Linked DNA regions of Mus musculus: all the other regions are linked to region 3. The links are chromatin contacts, called in public Hi-C and promoter capture Hi-C maps. All regions are on one chromosome and are shown on one strand. Each heading gives the region's core, a stretch centred on a gene start, on an enhancer-like site or on the middle of the called end of the contact. The rest is flanking DNA. Distances are from core to core; before and after follow the strand shown. Region 1 overlaps Gm30687 (a long non-coding RNA gene). Region 2 overlaps Gm30687 (a long non-coding RNA gene). Region 3 holds the start of Clec14a (C-type lectin domain family 14, member a).

What was found. Promoter capture Hi-C pulls out the DNA fragments that hold promoters and counts their contacts. Hi-C and Micro-C count contacts between places; a contact is called where the count stands out from the background.
Region 1: a contact with region 3 is called in a promoter capture Hi-C map of second pharyngeal arch cranial neural crest, with 5 times the contacts expected there. The contact joins the enhancer-like site here to the promoter of Clec14a in region 3. A contact is called at or near these places in 18 of 39 promoter capture datasets (the 3T3-L1 cell line, 3T3-L1-derived adipocytes, the HPC-7 cell line and 10 more), 2 of 484 Hi-C or Micro-C datasets (embryonic fibroblasts and nephron progenitors), 3 of 115 datasets of contacts at active chromatin or transcription factors (cardiomyocytes, embryonic limb bud and stem cell-derived neural progenitor cells) and 2 of 9 other capture datasets (adipose tissue and embryonic stem cells).
Region 2: a contact with region 3 is called in a Hi-C map of uterus, with 3 times the contacts expected there. The contact joins the enhancer-like site here to the promoter of Clec14a in region 3. A contact is called at or near these places in 13 of 39 promoter capture datasets (the 3T3-L1 cell line, 3T3-L1-derived adipocytes, cranial neural crest and 7 more), 3 of 484 Hi-C or Micro-C datasets (all in uterus), 2 of 115 datasets of contacts at active chromatin or transcription factors (cardiomyocytes and embryonic limb bud) and 3 of 9 other capture datasets (adipose tissue, embryonic stem cells and pancreatic islet).

The regions. Positions count from the first base shown.
Region 1 is chr12:58,638,446-58,643,093 of GRCm38.p6, forward strand. All of the region lies in intron 1 of Gm30687 (a long non-coding RNA gene), which reads left to right. Among named protein-coding and RNA genes, the nearest start is that of Gm40427, 120 kb to the left of the region's middle. Within about 2 kb of position 1,261, at least 2 of the 459 cell types and tissues checked have an H3K27ac peak or open chromatin away from gene starts, as enhancers often do. A contact at or near this core is called in second pharyngeal arch cranial neural crest, where this site is marked.
Region 2 is chr12:58,554,076-58,558,284 of GRCm38.p6, forward strand. The region is part of intron 1 of Gm30687 (a long non-coding RNA gene); the gene reads left to right. Among named protein-coding and RNA genes, the nearest start is that of Gm40427, 38 kb to the left of the region's middle. Within about 2 kb of position 2,181, at least 30 of the 459 cell types and tissues checked have an H3K27ac peak or open chromatin away from gene starts, as enhancers often do. A contact at or near this core is called in adipose tissue and uterus, where this site is marked.
Region 3 is chr12:58,267,204-58,271,405 of GRCm38.p6, forward strand. Clec14a (C-type lectin domain family 14, member a) reads right to left here and starts at 2,055. Exons shown (of 1, transcript NM_025809.5): 1 at 1-2,055. The coding sequence starts at 1,631. The coding sequence ends at 252.

The DNA of each region.
Region 1 (4,648 bases), core at 11-2,510, 370 kb after region 3:
AGAACAGAGTGGCCCCTAGTGGTGAACCACTTCAAATTTTCAACAGGTACAAGTCAAATGTGTCACTAGTTATTTGTTATGATAACCACTTCATGAATGAGAACCCTACTGTCGCTACCTGTCAAGAAATGTGATTCTTTCGGAGTTAGGAATCTCACATTTCAAACATGTACAATCTAAAAATGTTGACAGGATGCAAGCAAACTATATGTGTGTATATACATACATACATGCATACATATATACATATATGCATGTATGTATACATACATACATATGTCCTATCTGACATGCTTTAAAACATGGTGCAAAGGGCAATTTGTTTCTTCCTAAATAATTGCACATGTGTAATAATATGATAATACCCCTCCTAAGATAACAACTCAAGAATTATCTACCACCAATCACCTGTGTAAGCAGTACCTTGACTTTAAAGCTCTTAAAAATGCAAGCATGGAGACCAGGGAGCTAGTCATGCTAATTAACTCACTGTGCCCATAACAAATTAATTTTGAGTGAGGAACAAGCAACTAGAGAAAAAGGCCAAAGTCTCAATTAGTTAATCCAAATGCAACATAATTATTCTCAGAAGTCCTTTGCCCTTTAGAATAAAATAATCAAGTCAGAGTGTCAGGAGCAGGGATCAACCAATGTTGACAGCTTGGAATTGTTCCTTTGCATCCCAGTTTGAAGCTCTGTTCCACAATAGAAAGATTTGTTGACTGGAGACAGCAGCATTGACAGGGTGTCATAGACTATCCATAACAAGCTCCACCCTCAGAGAACTCATCTAAGAGGAGAGGCTGGCAGTTCCTCCACTAGCCAAATTCCTGTTTCAAACTTGCTTCTCACAGGAGAACTAAATTGGACAGGTCCTGCTCAAGGCACTTGGCAACCATCTTCAATCACAAAGTTGTGGACATGAGTCTGCTGCACACTTGACAGTATTTTATAAAACATATTTTATAGTTCTAATAAATTAATGTGGATACTGTTTTGAATGTTTAGAAAGTGAAAGTATGAAGGAAAGTATTCCTAACAACTGGCCACCTAGTTCTTTTATCAATTCTTCTCCTTATCAGAATCTCCAATGGCAAGGGAGGCAGCAGGGGCAGGGGCAGGGGCAGGGGCAGGGGAAAGGCAGAGGCGCAGAGGCAGAAGCAGAGGCAGAAAGGCAGAGAGAGGCAGAGAGAGGCAGAGGCAGAGGCAAGGCAGCAGCTGGGAAAGCAGCAGCTACCACAGGGCCTCTTGGGACTCTCACATTTATACCTTCTCCAGACTTTCCAGAATTAAATTATCTCCAGCTGACAAAAATCATGCCCTTGCCTTTGCCAGAGGCAAATCATAATCACCTGTTGTGAAACAGCCTCTTAACCCATACCTGGAACAAAAACAAAAACATTTTCACATAACTGGGTTTTTAAGAAACCAAAATTCTCTCTACACATTCTTACTACACATTATGAAAATACCAATTAAAAGACAAGATAAACAGCTTGGATTAGAAGACAGAATTTATCTTATTGCTGCATCCAAAAAAAACCACTTCCCTACTATGTTTTTACCATCAAGAGACCACTCCAGGGGAAAGGTATTCCAAGCAAGTGGACACAAGAAGCAAGTAGGTGTAGCCATTTTAATATCTGATAAAAATAGACTTCAAACCAAAACTAATAAAGAGATGGAGAAAGAAACTACATTCTCATCCATGGAAAAAAATCCACCAAGATGATATTAAAGTTCTAAGCATTTATATGCTAAACACAAGAACATCCAAATTCATAAAAGAAGCACTACTATACCTAAAATCACATATTGATTCTCACATAGTGGCTACCCTCAATCCTCCACTCTCTCACCAATAAATATGTTACCCAGAAAAATAACTAGAGAAATCCTGGAGCTAAATGATGTCAAAACCCAAATAGACCTAACAGATAATTACAGAACATTCACCCAAACACTAAAGAATACACTTTCTTCTCAGAAGCTCGTAGAACTTTCTCCAAAGTTGACTACACATTTAGACATGAAAGAAGTCTCAGCAGGCACAAGTAAATTAAAATAACCCTCTGCATCCTATCTGATCACCATAGATTAAAGCTGTATATCAACAAGAGAAATATACAAAATTATAGATATCGAACAACTCAGTACTTAATGAAAAATGTATCAAGACAGAATTCAGGAAGAAAATTAAAAACTTTAGAAGTGGACAGAAAGAGAGAGAGGGTTTGGGGCAACAGAACCAAAATATGGAATAAAATGAAGGAAGTTCAAAGAGACAAGTTCATAGCATTAAGTGCCTACATCAAAAAAAGAAAAGAAAGAAAAAGAAAAGAAATTTCATATTACTAACCTAGTGACACATCTGAAAACTCTATAAGAACAAGAATGAATAAGATCCAAAAAGAGAAGATGGCAAAGTGATAGTAAAGCTCAGGGCTGAAGTCAGCAAAGTAGGAACAGCACAGCAAAGTACGAAGAATCAAGGAAAGGAAAAGTTGCTTCTATGAGAAAATCTACAGGACTGCCAAATCCTTAGCTAAGCTAATTAAAAATTAGAAAGAGAATGTACACATCAATAAATTTAGAGATAAGGGGGATAACGAAAACCAACACCAAGAACTGACTCATAAGGACATACTTTTAAAAACCTGTACTCTACCAAACTGGAAAACATAAAAGTTAATTTCCTAATACTTTTTATGATACCACTACCCTGATATCATTGCCATACAAAAAAAATCAACAACACAAACAGAAAATTATAGACCAATTTCTATTATGAATGTAGAAGCAAAAATTATCAATAAAATACCCTCACAAAAAAAACAAACCATATTTAAAAAAAAAAAATCCACCATGACCAAATTGGCTTCATCTCAGAGATGCAGGAATGGGTCAACATATTTAAACCAAAAAGATAAATCCACCACATAAAGAAATTAAAAACAAAAGCCACATGATCATCTTCTTCTATGCAGGAAAGTCTGTGAAAAAATTCAACACCTCTTCCTTCTGTTGAGATTAGGGATGTGGTGGACAAGCCTCAGCATAGTGGCAATTTACAGCAAGCCCACAGCCAACATCAATCTACATAGGAAAAACTCAATGAATTTCCACCGAAGTCAGTAATAAAACAAGGATGTCCACTCTTTCTGATCCTATTCAATATAGCACATAAGAATCTTAGCTGGATGCTTACCCCTGTGGTTGAATTAGGGAAAAGCTGAAACAAGCTGAGGAGAAGGGAGACCCTGTAGGAGGACCAGTCTCAGTTAATCTGGACCCCCAAGATCTCTCAAACACTGGACCACCAACCAGGCAACATACACCAGCTGATATGTGGTCCCCAACACACATACAGTAGAGGACTGCCAGGTCTGTGTTCTTTCAGAGAAGATGCACCTAACCCTCAAGAGACTGGAGGCCTCAGGGAGTTTAGAGGTCTGGTGGAGTCAGGGTTGAAGGATGGGGATTGTCTCCATAGAGACTGGGGGGGGGGGGTGGCAGGGAGGAGGTGTGGAATGTAGAACAGTCAGAGGGTGGACCAGGAGGGAAATAAAATCTGAAGTGTAAATAAATAAATTAATTAAATATTAAATTAGAAAATCTTAGCTGGAGCAATTAGATGACTAACTGAAATAGATCAAAGGGATGTAAATAGGAAAGGAAGAAATCAAAGTACGGCATCTAAAAATAATATACATACCCTAATTGACCCTAAAAATCCCACCAGGGAACTCCTACAAATGAACACAGAAAAATCAATTGATTTCCTATATACAAATGACAAAGAAAGAAATCAGGAAAACAATACCATTCACAATAGTTCAGAAAATGTATTGGGATAACTCTTACCAAGCAAGTAAAAGACTTTTATAATAAAAACATTAAGACATTATAGGAAGAAGTTGAAGAAAATGCCAGGATATAAAAAGATCTCCCAAACCCATGAATTGGTAGGATTAATATTATGAAAGTGGCCATCCCATCAAAAGCAATATACAGATTTAATTCAATCATTCAAAATTTCAACAATTCCAACAGTTATTCACAGAAATTCAAGAACACTGCTGGAAAATTAAAATTAAAAAACTACTGGAGGCAACACAATCCTTCTTTCAAGTTATACTACAGAGCCACAATAACAAAAACAGACACACTGATCAATTAATTAAATTGAAATTATACATAAGTCCATATACCTATGGTCACCTGAAATTTTATAAAGAATTAGAAAATAAATACTGGAGAAATGCTAGCATCTTCAACCAGTGGCTCTTACCAAACTGGATGACTTCAAGAAGAGTGCAAATAGATCCATGCATTTCCCGAACACAAAACTCAATTCCAAATAGATCAAAGACATCAACATAAAAACAGAAGAAAAAGTGGGGAATAGTTGAACACATTGGCACTGGAAAGGCATTTCTAAACAGAACAGGAAAAGGTCTTTACAAATTATGTATCTAAATAGAAAGTTAATGTGGATAGATAAATAGATAGATAGGAAGATAGATAGATAGATAGATAGATAGATAGATAGATAGATAGATAGATAGATAGATAGATGGATAGATGGATAGATAGATAGACGATATATAAAAGAGAGACAGGCAGACACATTCACATGGATATACAC
Region 2 (4,209 bases), core at 931-3,430, 290 kb after region 3:
TTAATAATCAGAAATGAACAGGAAAGAATTACAACAAATGTCAAAGAAATCCAGGATATTTAAGGAAATATTTTAAGAATGTGTACTCCATTAGGCTGGAAAACTTAAAAGAAATGGATGAATGTATCCCAGAAGGCTGCATGTTTCAGAGTCTCTTGAACAACACCCACCAACAAAATGATACTGAATAACGTTCCTTTTTCTCTGTGTCCACCCCAGCCTTTGCTGTTGTTTGTTCTCTTAATGATGCCAGTTCTGACTGGGGTGATCTAGAATCTCATTGGAATTTTGATTTGCGTTTCCCTGGTGACCAATGTCCTTGCTTTTAAATCAAAAACCAGATTGGACCAAGTTAGCTGTATCTGAGTTCTAATCTTCTGGGTTATAAACTTAGATAATTGCTGCGCTTGCTGGAGACTATTGTTTCTTCATTTATAAAACTCTAATAATGGTAGCCCCTCTAATGGTTTAGAATTGTCTTGATAAGAAAACAATTTCATGGGGCTGTGTTTTGACTACGACAGCACTCTGTCATTTTAAGGTAATGGTGTTTTGTTTTATTGTAGCTAAAGGTTAAAGTGAAACTTTTATTACCCGTGATGGCTTTATTCTCAGACCAAGTCCAATATATCAAGATAGATATAAGAAATAACTTATTTTAAACCCAAACTGAGCACCAGACCCAGCCATCTCAAGGGAGAATATCGATGTGCTGTTGAAGGGGTTTCGATGGAACGGCTCCTCACATCTGTGTTTATGTTGCTAGTACAGTCACTGCCTCTGGCAAAGAAAATAGAAAATCTGTAGCTCATTTCTCCCTTGATTGCAAAATGACAGATAAATGTTCATATATATCTGTCTTTGGGTGGTTCAAATAAACTTAGATTGTACATCCAAACCAAACCCTGAGAAGCTATTTGAAAATAAAGTGTAAGAAACTATCTCCTGAGCATCCCAAGGCCTCAGCAAGCCAGATCCTTTTCACTGGAGAATTTTATAAGGAAAAAAAAATCTTTCTGATTTCTCCCAGCTACCACAAAGGGGTAGTGAGCACTGGGCTGTTTCCAAGCCTGATATTTCTCCTCCACTGAAGAATTTGTACCAGGATTAAGTAGTGTGTGTAACGGCCAATCACTAGAGAAGTTATGTTGCTGGATATGCTCCACAGGACGACCATCTGCCGTGCTCTTAATATTTTACTACCAAATTTACTCACATGTAAAAATTTATGCCATTTGCTTATTAAAATCAATAAGAACATCGAAACCCTTCCAGTGGTCCAAACAGATGAAGTCAAGCTAGCAGTTACAGAGTTCTATAAGTCAAGATGGCAGTTACAAAGGTCTATAAGTCCAGCTGGCAGTTACAGAGTTCTATAAGCTTCTGCTTCACATTAATTTTGTGTTTTATTTAGCTATGCGTGAGGAGCCTCCCTAACATAGAAACTTGAAATTGGAAATGTTCGAAAGCACAAAACTTTTTAAACACTGACATGAAGATGCAAGGTAAAAATGATCACTACAGAGCTTTGTTTCAACACAAATTTTCGAAGAAAACTCTAAAATTATTTTTAGGCTATGTGCACAGAGTATCTATGGGGCACATTAGATTTAATGTTCACATTCAGATCCTACCCCCAACATATCTCAGTAGAAATAGAAAAATATTCTAAAGTCAGAGAAGAAAGCCTGAAATCCCAAACACTTCTGGTTCCTACAATGTTGGATAAAGAATGCTTTACCCTTTTCATTTTTTAAAACATAATTTATACAGATGACTAATAGTGACAGCATGAGATGTAGCGTTAGGGTGCACATTAATTAAAATGCCCAAATCTCTGAACATTTTTGTTTTGTGGGATTGAGGACAGGAGACATTTTTGGTTTTGGGGAATACTAAGCCCAGTGTAGTCTGACTTCACTTTGCCTCACCCCCCACCCCCCCAAAAAAGAGAAATTTAACTGTTTTTAATAACTACTACATTGGGAGGTTAGTAGGAAACCATCTTTTCAAAATTGATTTTCTATCTAAAATCATTTTATGTTACTTCTTAGGCAAGAAATGTGTAGCTGGGCCACTGGTGAGGGCATTGCCTCTCAGTTTCTGACTCACCCTTCCTTCCACACTGGGTTTTTTGGCAATGCTGAATGTGTGCATTAGCATTCCACAACACAGAGCACTGGGAAGAAAGAACATCTGCAGAGAGATTTATTTGTTTGCTGTTCCTGTGAGCATCATCCCAGCCAACTTTCTTTATCTTATGGCGAAAGCACTTCCCCACCCTGAAGCTCAATCAGTTTGCAGTTTTGCCAACCTCTGTAGAACTGGCCTCATTCTCTCCTCCTTCCCTGGAGATACCAATGCCATTCAGAGAGTTCTCAGACTTGGAAGCCTGGATCTCAAGTTTATGGAGAACTTCCTCTGATCATAGAGACTCTAATACAGCATGCCCCAGTTCTTCCACAGAACTCTGGATTCCAATTCTTACAGAGTAACACTAGCAACATATCCCCTTAGCTCAGTGATTCTCAACCTTCCTAATACTGTGACACTTTAATACAGTTGCTCAAGTTGTGGTGACCCCAGCCATAAAATTATTTCATTGCTACTTAAAAGTATAATTTTGCTGCTGTTATGAATCATAATGTAAATATTTGGGGAGATAAAAGCTTGCCAAGGAGTTACAGCCCACAGGTTGGGAATTGCTGCCTCAGCTCATTTAGCCCTAAAAGTAGGCCCCATTCCTCCAAATTTATCATGCCTCGGGATCATCTATAAACCCATGAGCCACATTAGGAGACAGTCTCATTCGGCATGTCTGTAGTGGGTCTTGATATTTCCTCTCTAACAAGCTCCTAATCAACATAGCAACCGCAGGTGTGAATTTGCCTTGGATCCTGTCTGGAGGCTTTAACACAGTAGGTGCATTAAGGTCTTAGGCAAAAGGAAAACAGAATGTGGTTAGGCTGGCACTTGCCGTGATAATACTGTCAATCAAATGATTTCAAGATAGTTATCATGGAATCCTTTGTTGGCCCAGAAAGTAGCTGAACATGAACAGTAATGTGGATAAATTCTTCTGAGTGCACCGACTAGTTTACAGAAAATAAATGGTCACCGTGAGGTTCTCTTTTAAAGTCATAGCAGAGAATTCCTTTTCCTCTGCAGCCCTAATAGTAGCTAATTTCTTTTGGCAACAGAACTGATATAAAGAAACACTAGGTGTATTGTTGTGATTAAAAGGATTGGTAATCACTAAAAACATCTGCAAGTTTTGACTCAGGACCCTGGGGAAGAATAAAGACATCTGGCTGGACTGGGGTGAAGCTCAGATTTTCAACTCAAGTATTTCAAGTTACTCCGGAACATTTTGCCATTGGAGGTTTACCAGCTGTATCTGGAGAGAATAATCTGCCTGTGAGAGGGTAATGTCCTCATCTAAAACGATTGTTTAGGGAAAACGCCCTCAAAAGGAATGTCCATTATACCAACAATCTCTTATTACCAACCAGTAAGCTGCTAACTAGAATCAGGTCTCGGTATGCTATTATTGTTATCATTTGCTACTGCTGTTGTTGTTGTTATCTGTGAGGACACATGTGTGTTCCATTAGTTGACTTTTTTATTCCCCTGTAGTATCTGGGAATCAAACACAGGTCATCTGGTTTGTGCAGCAACAGTTTTATCCACTGGGTCATCTCACTGCACGCCACACACACACACACACACACACACACACACACACACACACACACACACATTTGAAAATCTGATTAAATTAATGATGTATCAGTGAGAGACAGAAGAGGATGGTTTGAATTTTTTCTTCTATTGACTTTAACATGGAAAATTTTTTCCCTTGGATAAGCAACTGAAGATAACCTAGAGAAGCTGAAATAAACCAAGAAATTGGATTTTCTCTGAGGCCACAAGGAATACAGTCTTGCCAATATCTTGATTCTAAATCTAAGACAATAAATTTCCCATGGTTTCTTACAACATCAAAAGAAGACTATGTACTAGCTTGTCTTTAGTATCCACCAAAGGCACTGGTTTAAGAGTTGGTCCCCAGCTAGGCACACTGGAGAGGTGATGGAAACCTGAGAAGGTGGGGCGCATGCGCATGTCTTCAGGTCACTGAGGGAATCTCGCCTGAAGGCTGTTATATACAATGGAGCATCAGCCTCTTCATAGCCCTTTGGCTTCTCA
Region 3 (4,202 bases), core at 805-3,304:
TTTACCCTGTCTTCCAATACCAGCCCACAGCTTCCACCTCTTCCCCTTTCAGGGAACAAGTGTCTCTTTCAGATTTAGCACAAAATAAAATGTATGGGAAGGAGGACTTCCACAGTAATCACTGAAAATTTTCTTCTTTCCCCAATTGTTGGGACTGAAAAAGTCTAGGCAAGATGTGAGCATTGAGGTGTTTCCCTAAGTGTCCCGATCCAAGAGCGCACCCAGCCAGTGAAGAACCTAAGCTCAGTCCTTCAGGCCACAGTCCCACTCTTCACTCCAATGTCAGTGCATTGTGTAGAACTGTGGTGCAAAGAGGTAGCCTCGGCATCACATTCCACACCTGGTGAGTCCAAAGCTCCCTTCCCTGTCCTGGAGGAACGGCTTTTGTGGAAGCAGAGTTTGAAAAGCCCCAGCACTGTAATGGTCAAGACGACCAAAACGATAACTGCTATGCTCACAAGTATGAAGACCACCGTGGAAGAGGTGTCGAAAGTCAGAGAAACAGGGGGCGAAGATGTGTAGTTCAGGACCACGCTTCCTGATGGTGTGCCAGTGACTTTTGGCTTGGTTTGTGGGGTCTTTTGAATAGTAGGTAAAGTACTCTGTGTTCCCCACTGAAGAATCTCAGTGACCTGTGGCATCTCTCCTGGCTTGTCATAGACCTGACCTGGCCATGTTCTGTTTGTCACAGCACCTGCTGGAGTGGCTGTTACATTCCTGGTGGGCAACTTGGTCCCCTCGAGGGTTAGCTGTTCTTCAACTTTGGTCTCACAAGAACGTCCGTCCTTCCCCAGCTCAAAGCCCACTGCACATTCGCAGGTGAAGTCTCCCAAGTGATCTAGACAGTCAGGGAGCTCCACACACTTGCCAGCAAGGAGGTACCTCCCGGAACAGGGGCAGAGCACTGTCCCAGGGAAAAGCCCGTCCCAGTGTGCGCTTGTCTCTTCCTGGATGCAGGTGGACGAAACAGAAAGGTCCCCAGGACACATCGCACTCACCTCTGTCCCAGGAGGGCTGAAGTCCAGCGCGGAGCTGCTCAGCCGGAAGGGAGCTTGGAAACTCAAATTAGAGGCGGCTCCTGGGCGAGGTGCAGGGCACAGAACCTCAAACTGGTACTTGCATAGGTAGCCATCGGTGCGCAGATGACAGCGCATCTCCTTCCAACCAGCAGGCTCCACTCCCCTGGTGGCCTGGAGCGCAGCGCACTTTCTCACTGTACAGGAACGTTGTGGCTCTTCCACCCACGGTAGTGGGCTGTCCTCTGAGTCTTCTGAGTCCGGGTGCAACCAGGAGAAACCCCTTAAAGGCTCTTTCTCCTGAGTGCACTGTGAGATGCTGCGTTCCAGAGCCACCCAGAACAGAAGATCTTTGGAGCCTCCGCCAGGCCCGGGACCTGCACGCAAGAGCAGGAGCACAGCTTGAAACTCCGAGCCTGAGTGCACGGTGCTGAGAGTCCCGCCCCTTAGGCTGCAGGCCTCCTCCGCCGCCCTTCTCTTGAAGGTAGCGTGGTGAAGGCTGTAGCAAGCCCCCGAGGCCGAACAAGCTGCGCGATCGGCCGTGGGATGCTCCCCATTCCCTGGCCGAGGCCAGAACGCAGGACAGAGGAGGCACAGGGCAAGCGCTGGCCTCATCCTGGAGACTCAACATGCAGCTGCTCCCAAGTCCTCTGGTTTGCTGGAGGGCACGGAGCTTTCTCTAAAGTCACCGCCCTCTACAGCCCTTTCTACCACTATGTGTGCCCTCCCCTCGCCTCTCTTGAGCCCTCATCCTCCAACAGCTGAAAACTCCGCCACAACACTCCCTTGGCCAACTGCTTTCCCTAGGCCGTGACAGGAAATGTGTCCCAGAGCCCTGCCAGGCTCTTTTTGGCCCTGATTTATTCAGGGGTCAGGAACACAGCTGGCGCCTCAACGCTGGGCCAAGGGGGTCCAATGCCCCGCTTAGATAAGCAGGAGAAAAGAAGTTTGCCACCGGGATCAAGTGAGGCTCTTTTCTTGCTCACACTTATCTGGACTTTGGATCTCAGAATGCAGTGATGATCGTGGGCAGGAACCATAAGCCCACACCCGCCTATTGTGTTTATGTCCGGGACTGTGGAGCTGGCGTCAGTATAATTTGTAGACTGTTCCAGGCTTCCAGGAGGTTTCCTGAGCATGGTGCTGGGGGAGGGATCTTGTGAGGAATGTTCCTACTTCTTTCTAAGCTGGAGGCCTCACTAGTAAAACCACTGATCTCTAGGGGCAGCTCTCTTTCTTTACTGTGCCAAAGGAAACCCAGACGTGCAAATTGCCAGTCAAGGGGCCTAGAATTCCTTGGGGGCATTTTCAATGGAAAAATAGCTCCTCTGTTTGGCACTTGCCTTAAAGTTTAATTTGTACTTCTATTTGTTTATTTTTTAAATACCGGTGTTGGCTGGTTGGGGCAAATATTTACATCGAGGTGACAAACAATAGCCACAGGTCCTGATTATGGTGGTTTCCTCACCAGTACATGTGCTCAAACCCTCTTGAGGATATTAGGTCATATGCGAATGAGTTCACGGTCTTATAAAATCACATCTGTATGTGATTTTTATCCTTGAACTATGGAAAATCACAGCTCCTGTGATTATCTGCCAACATTTATAGAAGAAAAGTGTAAAAGGACACAAATAAAAGCTCAAAAATTTTTATTTTGAAAATCAAACTATTTATTCAATCATAATGCACATTCGACACCGGAAAATAATACTCTGTAATTTGAAAAATGATTGAATCAGCTACTCCAGGTTCCAATGGCTGTTTTGTTTTAATGTGCACACTTGCTCATTGGGAAGTGTGGGAGAATTAAAGAAAGAAAGGTTTGGGGGGAAAAAAAGGTTAAAATCAGCATTATTGTTAGGTTTCAATCTGGGACAAATGACTGAGTTGCCTATTTACCATATCAAAGAGGACACTGGCTACCAGGTTCTCTTGGCATCCCTTGGTCCCTATCTGTTACAGAGCCCTCCTGGCTGGCATACCCCATCCCATTTCCTGAACTCTCCATCACAGAGACCTGGGCTGTCCTTCTGATCTGGTTACCCACTCTCTTTGTACCTTTGGACTCTTGGCTGCTGCACCTGGTTCCCTCTCTTCCCTCTCCTCTCCCCTCCCCATCTCCCCACATGGGCCTAGCTATTTCTACAGTAAACCTCCTCCACCATACCTAGGAAGAAGGTCATGTCTTATCATTTCTTTTTTATTATTTTCATTCAATTATGAATGTTCTTTTATGTTTGTAGCAATTTAGAGAATGTTATACACTTATAATGACATGTGTCACTTGTCTGTCTTGATTCACAATGGCAAATGTCATGTGCTTAGAAACAGACTACATTTAGCCCTCTTAAAGAGGCAACCTGCTTGTAAGTGTTCGAAACCAGAATGGAAGTTGCTATCTCTAATGTGTTCCTATGCACGTTTTCACTTGCTTTGCTGCGCTGAATTGAACTGTTTTCGTTAACAAGAGGCAAGAAGAGGATGTCAAGATAACCTGTGTATGTTCCCTCCTGTTTTTGTTATTACTATCACATCCGGGAATTCCTTGTATCCCAAAAGGAGACAGTAAACATGAAAAATTGTCATCAAACTAGCCTGCTCTTTCGGACTGAGGAGTTGCACAAGGATTTTTCTTCTACCCTTTGTGTTTCCCAACTTAAATGACATTCCTCAATTCTTTCTAATATCTGGGACATACAAAATGGCTTTGCATTTAGCTGGAGGAACTTTGTGTCTTATAAGAAAGAACTATGAAAAGTCCAGAAATCTAACTGAGTCAATGTTTACAGTACTTAATCACATGGATCAGTTCTATATGCCTTTGCAAGCCCATGACTGTGAATTGGACATGTGTCCAGGAATTGTGACGTATTTTGACAAAAGCGTTTTCAAAGCTGAGTAGTCAGTGGAAGTTCTTGGACATTTTGAAAGTCACTTGGCAGAAGAACTGTTTCTGGGCTAAGGAAGACAGCAGATTAGTGGGAACCTTGTTGGTTACATCTTCACAAAGTATATTTAACATAATGGGTTTTAATCCCATAGTTTTATAGGTAAGCACTTTAAATTTTAAACTATTAGTAATCTGAAATGCATAATACTTATTTTTCTTTTCTTTATTATTTTTAAAGATTAAGAAAAATTTTAATTATATGTAAGAGTGTATGTCTCTGGAAAAGAAGGGCA